Linked DNA regions of Hordeum vulgare: region 2 is linked to region 1. Evidence: chromatin contacts called from public Hi-C data. All regions are on one chromosome and are shown on one strand. The core of a region is the stretch at or near the end of the contact, and the rest is flanking DNA. Distances in the headings are between cores, read along the strand shown.

Region 1 (3,254 bases), core at 582-3,081:
TTGATGTATGCAACAAGGCCTTGCCATCCTCCTCCAATGGCCACCCCTGAATCATCCATCCGATCAACGCCATCAGCTCGAGAGATGAGGTTGATTTGAGGTGGCATGGACAAAATAAAATTATCACGCTGCGAGGGGGAGAAGCATACCTGAAAGCACAGGCTGCACGCTGTTGAGCACCATGGTCAAGCCAAGCAGTCCTGCAATCTTGGAGACGGCCTGCCGGAGCTCCACATTGCTAGTGTAGATGCTGGCGAAGTTATCTCTGAAGATCAACACGAGGGTCATGCATAGCAGCCCAATGAGCAACGACTCGCCGACGACGACGACGACCGCGTGCAACGCCGCCCTTGGACGGCCAGAGCCCAGCTCGTTGGAGACTCGAACACTGAGAACGTAAGCAGGCAAGTGGTAGCAGTTTATTTAGAAACTAAAATTTGACAGTCGTTCAAGATCTCCTGAACAAATCAGGAATCACCAGTTTACTTGTACAGTTTTGAATTAGCCTGACCTGATAGCAGCATTGAGGCCAATGAAGACCATACCCTCCCATCCGTTTATATTCATGCTGAAAATTAAGGCACATATATTCTGTGAGGTAAATATAATTAAGCATTTATTCACGATAGTATCTTCAGTTAGTTCAGATTTTTTTTTAGTACAGTTAGTTCAGAATATTCGACAGAGAGAGAGTTGAGAATGTTATCAGGTTGTAATTTTCGTAGTAAGAGGTACCAGACGCCAAGCGAGTCGACGGCAATCTGCGCGTCCTGGAGGTCGCCGGTGAGGACGGTGATCATGCCGAGGTACCAAATCTCAAGGCAGAGCATGACGGCGGACTCAAGCGAGAGCTTGACGAAGGCCCACATGTCGTTGAATGCCGCCATGGACCAGCCCCTCCAGCCGTCCTTGCACCAGCCGATGATGTAGGCCGCCTGCCCCAGCGCGATGGCCCAGAGCGAGAGGTCGTAGGCGACGGCGGCGCCCGCGGAGCCCCATCCGAGGACGGTGACGAGGAGGTAGGTGACCGCGACGTGGAAGCAGAGGCCGCCGACGCCGATCCAGGCGAGCACGAGGACCTTGCTCTGCGCCTGGAGGAACTTGGCGGTGGGGAAGTTGACGGCGAAGGAGAAGGCGCCGGGGAGGATGTAGAGCGCGAAGCGGGCGGCCTCGCGCGCGACGGTGGCGTCCTGGCCGAGGGCGAGCAGCAGCGGCTCGGCGAAGACGTAGAAGGGCACCATGAGGATGGCGGCGGCTATGAGGACGATCCAGGAGCGCTGCAGGTAGACGCCGAGCATGGCCACCTGGCCGGCGCCGAACGCCTGCCCGCACAGCGTCTCCAGCGCGCTCCCCATGCCGAGCTGCGACGTATCGGCACCAGCAGACAGCGGTCAGTCTTAGTCGGCGATGGTATGCGGCGCGGTGCTGGGGGGGAGAGGAGGAGGCGGATAGTGGCGAGCGCACGTACTAGGAACCCGAGGGCGAAGGTGGCGAAGACGGAGAGGCCGATGGACGCGGCGGCGAGGGGCAGGTTGCCAAGGTGGCCGACGAAGATGGTGGTGACGGAGCTGACGGCGTACATGCTGAGCGTGGCGATGGCGATGGGCGTGCCGATGCCCCAGAGGCGCTTGGACTCCTCCCACACCATCCGCGCGGCCTCACCCACGGTGCTCACCTCCGCCGCGTCGTCGGCGACGGACCCCATCGCCCCCTCCTTCCTCGCTCGGCCGGGTTCGGTTTGGAGCACTGGGCGTGGGCGTGGGCGTGGGCGTGGGCTGGGCGCGTCCTCTGCCTCCGCGTCAGTGGTTGCGTCGGCCCTCGGCTATCTATCACTCTGATCGAGGAGTGAAGACCGACGGGTAGGTAGCAGCTGCGGCTGGAGGGCCTCGCCCTCGTGGCGTGTTTGTGTCCGTGAGATTTGACGCCTCGTCATCAGTTATGAATCCACGGGACTGGCGCCGCAATGTCCTTTTCTTTTCAAAAAACAAAAAGATGTTGATTATACCCAAAAAGAAGATATTTTTTGTTGTCACGTTGACTATTTTTACATAGTACCTCCGTCTTTGTTTATACTATCAAATCTTGATCATAAATTTAACTACTAAGATATGAATGCGTGTCATTAAAAATCATATCTTTAATTCGTATTTCTACATAAAAGTTTTAGTGATACTAGCAAAAGAGTCCGTGCGTTGTAACGAAAGAGAAAATAACACACGCTCTGAACGCAATATATTTTTACATGACATCACATTTGTATTGCAGACAATGACATCAGTGCTCACACAACGAAAACGCGTTTGAATGTACAGTCACTCGGAATAAGATGAGAAATATGTTATTTCTCCACGAGGTTTTCCAAAGATGTGCATGTGTGGTTGACGATATTTTCTTTCCTCTCAATTTGGTTTTAATTTAATGGATGTTTATTGCAATTCGTATCGTCGTCGAAAAGAGGAAAAAAAGGACCGTGCACTACAGATTAAGTTTGCATCCAAAATAATATTTAAGAAGTATTCAACAGCTAAAAATAACATCCTATTTAGATTCTACACATTTTTAATCAAATTTCATATATAACATGTTAAAATCGGAGTTACGGTTTAAAAGATATGGATAATTTTGTTTTAGATAAAATGTGGATTGATTAACTGAAAAGTCAGGTTTTTTTGTTAAAACGGAAAAAACGCTTCGGCTGGCTTAAATACGGAGTGCGGGTTGATTACGTGAAACATCAGAGAGTTTTCTGAAAAATGCAAAAAAAACCCGGTTCGGGTGTGACTAAAAGATGGACTGCGGGTTAATTATTTAAAAAGACAGGGACTTTCTGCAAAATAGCCACGACGGACGACTGAAGCCTTCGATGCTTTATTATTAGGGAGAGATTACTTTTCATGACATGCATTGACATTTTGTTTGTTAAATTTAAAGTCAAAATGACGCAAAATACGAAGGAGCCAATAAACTAGGACAGAGTTAATAATAACTCTTGCATTACAACTTGCAAGTCTTAGGGCATCTCCAACAATGACCCTCAAATCACGTGCATACGTTTGCATATGTCCGAACTTCTCCCGCAAACTGGAACCAACCCGGGGGTGCGGGGTGGGGGCTTTACGAGACTTTGGATACTCTTACATGATTACAACCATGGCCCACCCAAAAGGAAGGCGGAGTCCGCGCTTTTGTATCACCCGCACTATTTTTGCGTCAAAATCCCCCACTCTATTTTTCCATCTTGCCGCTCTCCAAGC
Region 2 (3,753 bases), core at 936-3,435, 160 kb before region 1:
AACTGATTTTTCGTCACGCTTGTCATTCTTCTTAAGCGTTGCTCAATGACTCTCTCCCATAGCATCATCGTATGGCTCATTAATTTAGTTCCACAGTAATTAGTACAACTCTGAACATCCCCCTTGTTCTTGAAGATTGGTACTAATATACTCCGTATTCATTCTTCTAGCATATTGTTTGCCTGAAAAATGAGGTTGAAAAGCTTGGTTAGCTATACTATCGCTATGTCCTCGAGGCCTCTCCACACCTCAATGGGGATACAATCAGGGCCCATTGCCTTGCCTCCTTTCATCCTCTTTAAAGTCTCCTTGACCTCCAACTCCTGGATTCGCTGCACAAAACGTCTGCTAGTATCACCAAAGGAGTCGTCCAGATCAATGGTAGAGCTCTCACTCTCCCCATTGAACAGCTTGTCAAAGTACCCCCGCCATCTATGATTAATCTCCTCATTCTTCGTCAGGAGTTGCTCTTCTTTGTCCTTGATGCACTTGATTTGGTCAACATCCCTCGTCTTTCCCTCTCGGATCTTGGCCATCTTATAGATGTCCCTTTCGCCTTCCTTCGTCTCTAACCACTGGTAGAGGTTCTCATACGCTCGACCCCTTGCTTCACTCACAACTCGCTTTGCGGCCTTCTTTGCCATCTTGTACTTCTCTACGTTGTCCACACTCCTATCGAGATATAGTCGTCTCAAACAATCTCTCTTCTCCTTAATTGCCTTTTGGACAATATCGTTCCACCATCAGGTATCTTTAGCTTCTCTTCTACTTCTCCTGGACATTCCAAACTCCTCTGAGGCCACCTTACGAATGCAAGTCGCCATCTTCATCCACATGTTTTTTTGCATCACCTCCTTCCTCCCAAGGCCCCTCCTTAATGACCCTCTGCTTAAACGCGCGAGCTACCTCCCCCTTGAGCTTCCACCATTTCGTTCTAGCGACTTCGGCACGCTGGACACGAATCCGAAAGCGGAAGTTAGCAACCAAAAGCTTATGCTGAGGGACAACACTCTCTCCAGTTATCACCTTACAGTCTAGGCATGCATGCCTGTCTTCTCTTCTCGAGAGAATGAAATCAATTTGACTAGACTGTTGCCCACTATTGTAAGTCACTAGATGTGATTCTCTCTTCTTAAAGAGGGTGTTAGCTATGATCATGTTGTAGGCTAGCGCAAATTTTAAGACGTTTTCTCCTTCTTGATTCCTGATGTCATAGCCAAATCCCCCATGTACCCCTTTAAAACTTGTGTTAGATGTGCCCACATGGCCATTGAGGTCTCCTCCTGTGAAGAGCCTCTCGCCAATCGGTACACTCCTAACCATATCCTTCAAGCCTTTCCAGAACTTCCTCTTGGTGTTCTCATTGTGGCCTACTTGCGGGCATACGCATTGATAACACTGAAAACTAAGTCCCCAACTACCATCTTGATGAGGATAATCCGGTCCCCACGTCTCTTGACGTCTACCACTTCATACTTGAGGCTCTTGCTGATCAAGATGCCTACTCCATTTGTGTTTGCAACCGTTTCCGTGTACCACAACTTGAAGCTGGTTCCCTCCACCTCCTTCGCCTTCTATCCCCTCCATTTGGTCTCTTGGACGCCCGAAGCTTACCTGCCAGAGACCCTATGGTCCAGCCACCTAAACGAATCCTTCTAGGCTCGGCTAGCTTGCTTATCCTTCGCACTCGTCAAGTCAAATGCGAAGACCCTTGCTCATTTTCCACTACACCCAGACGTCGATGTAGCGTGCCATTAAGGATGCGATGACCCGATCCTTGCTCACTTGCGACCGTATCCAGATCACGATACGGTGCGCCACCTGGGGGTGACGGCCCGACCCTTCCCCATTTTCCATCACACCCTGGTTCTGATGTTACGTCCCAACGAAAATCTTCTAGGTTTCATCTTCATAAGGGTGGCTGAATTTTGATGTTGCCTCGTCAAACCTATCACAATCCTCCTTCTTTATCCGGACTTAGGACCGGCTATGTCGAAACAACGTAGGCGGAGTTAAAATCATTTTCTTTAGGCACATCCACAAAAATCAATTGAGAAGTTGTGGACATTGTTCGCATGATGCTAGGGCCGACTTGCACGCTCGGCCCAAATAATATAATCTCGTTGGGCACAACGGGCCCTATCTCGTTTCCACACAAAATACGCTTTCGTGTGCCGAAAACGGGGAGGAATTTGCTTACCGTTTAATCGCTGTCGCCGAGGCGGCGGATTGCGCTTTGGCTACCTCCCCGATCTCTCTCTCCCATCTCCTTCCGTTTCCAAGCCAAGTCGCGAAGAGGCGGAGAAGCCGGCAGGCTACGCCGCCGCAAGGTCTAGCGCCTCGGGCAAGGGAGGGGGAGGGGGAGGGGGAGCAGGAGGAGGAGGTTGCCCGCCATGGGGATGAAATTTCTGAACAAGAAGGGGTGGCACACGGGGAGCCTCCGCAACGTGGAGAAGGTGTGGGTGGCGGAGCAGAAGGAGAAGGAAGAGCAGCACAAGATCGAGGAGTACAAGAAGCAGCTCAAGGAGGAGAGGGAGAAGGCTGAGTTCCGCGCCATCCAGGAACAGGCCGGATTCAAGCCGTAAGCATCCATCCCGCATCTCCCCCCAATCTATTCATTCGCCTTTTTAGCAGTAAATCTATCTAGGGTTTCGGGCGCGGGGAGATTCGCGGCCAGATTATTGCCTGGTGACGCTTCGGTTCAGATCGATGTGGTAGTTTAGGGGCTGCTTCGATTTGGCAGTCGAGTCACATGGGATTTAGGCGCATATTCGCAGGATCTGAAGTACGTAGTAAATTCCTATTCGATCTTGTGTAAGGTTACTGCTAGGGGATGCCTGTTTCACGGGCTAAGCTTTGCATTGAACCTGTTCATTTCGATTTGTCACGCAAAACTGTTGGGAAATTCCGAACTACTTTTCGTTTTTTGGGGAATTTTGCTGTCACTTGCTTATGTGTATGTGGTTTCATTGTTTGCAGGAGGCAGGAGAGGTTGGAATTCCTCTACGAGTCAGGCTTGGGCGTGGGCAAGGGGAGCTCGGATGGATTCCAAGCACTGCAGCAACCCGCCCCAGCGGCGGCAGCTGCGGCCTCCTCTTCTGCTCCAACGACTGCTGGCTCTTCCAAGGTATCTCCGTTGTTCCCCATCTCCCTGGTGATTCTACTCCATTGTTGTTCGTAGATTTGCACTTAGTTTGACCTATACAATTGTCAAAGAAATATCATTGTTGCTTATGTAGAATGTAGCCCTGATGTTCTAGTCCATTGTTCTTAGTGGAGTATGTTTATTTTTCTTTACTTTGGAATAGAGGTACTTGTTTGGTGGTTTCATATTGAATTATACCATATGTTCTCTTAGTACCTACGGCGTGTTTGGTTTAGAGAGAAGGCAAACTTGATTTCAAGGTTTTATCAAGACACCTATCATGCATCATCGCATAACTATATATGTATTGATTGATTTTGCAGTTGCAGCGCTTATTTTGTTCTTTCATGACGTTTTAGGACACTTCCCTGGGAGCTCTATTTGAGGAGAAGCCTCAATCTGCAAATGACACATGGAGAAAACTTCACTCTGATCCCCTACTCCTAATAAGGCAGCGGGAGCAGGATGCTATTGCAAGGATTAAAAATAATCCAATCAAGATGGCCGAGATAAAGAAATCAGTAAGTTCTCGGAATTGATTCTGTGCATCTGAATTAGAACTAAGCTAGTGAACTCATCCACACATAGCAGCCTATTGATGGTTTCTG

What was found. A called contact is a pair of places that touch in the nucleus more often than the background predicts.
Region 2: a contact with region 1 is called in a Hi-C map of leaf, with 3 times the contacts expected there. The contact joins the promoter of LOC123407172 here to the promoter of LOC123410834 in region 1. A contact is called at or near these places in 1 of 6 Hi-C or Micro-C datasets (leaf) and 1 of 1 datasets of contacts at active chromatin or transcription factors (embryo).

What each region holds. Positions count from the first base shown.
Region 1 is chr7H:164,494,561-164,497,814 of MorexV3_pseudomolecules_assembly, reverse strand. LOC123410834 (protein DETOXIFICATION 35-like) reads right to left here and starts at 1,831. Exons shown (of 7, transcript XM_045103774.1): 1 at 1,469-1,831; 2 at 736-1,361; 3 at 512-568; 4 at 150-388; 5 at 1-46. The coding sequence starts at 1,705.
Region 2 is chr7H:164,656,261-164,660,013 of MorexV3_pseudomolecules_assembly, reverse strand. LOC123407172 (pre-mRNA-splicing factor CWC25 homolog) reads left to right here and starts at 2,185. Exons shown (of 4, transcript XM_045100249.1): 1 at 2,185-2,581; 2 at 2,980-3,127; 3 at 3,505-3,666. The coding sequence starts at 2,394.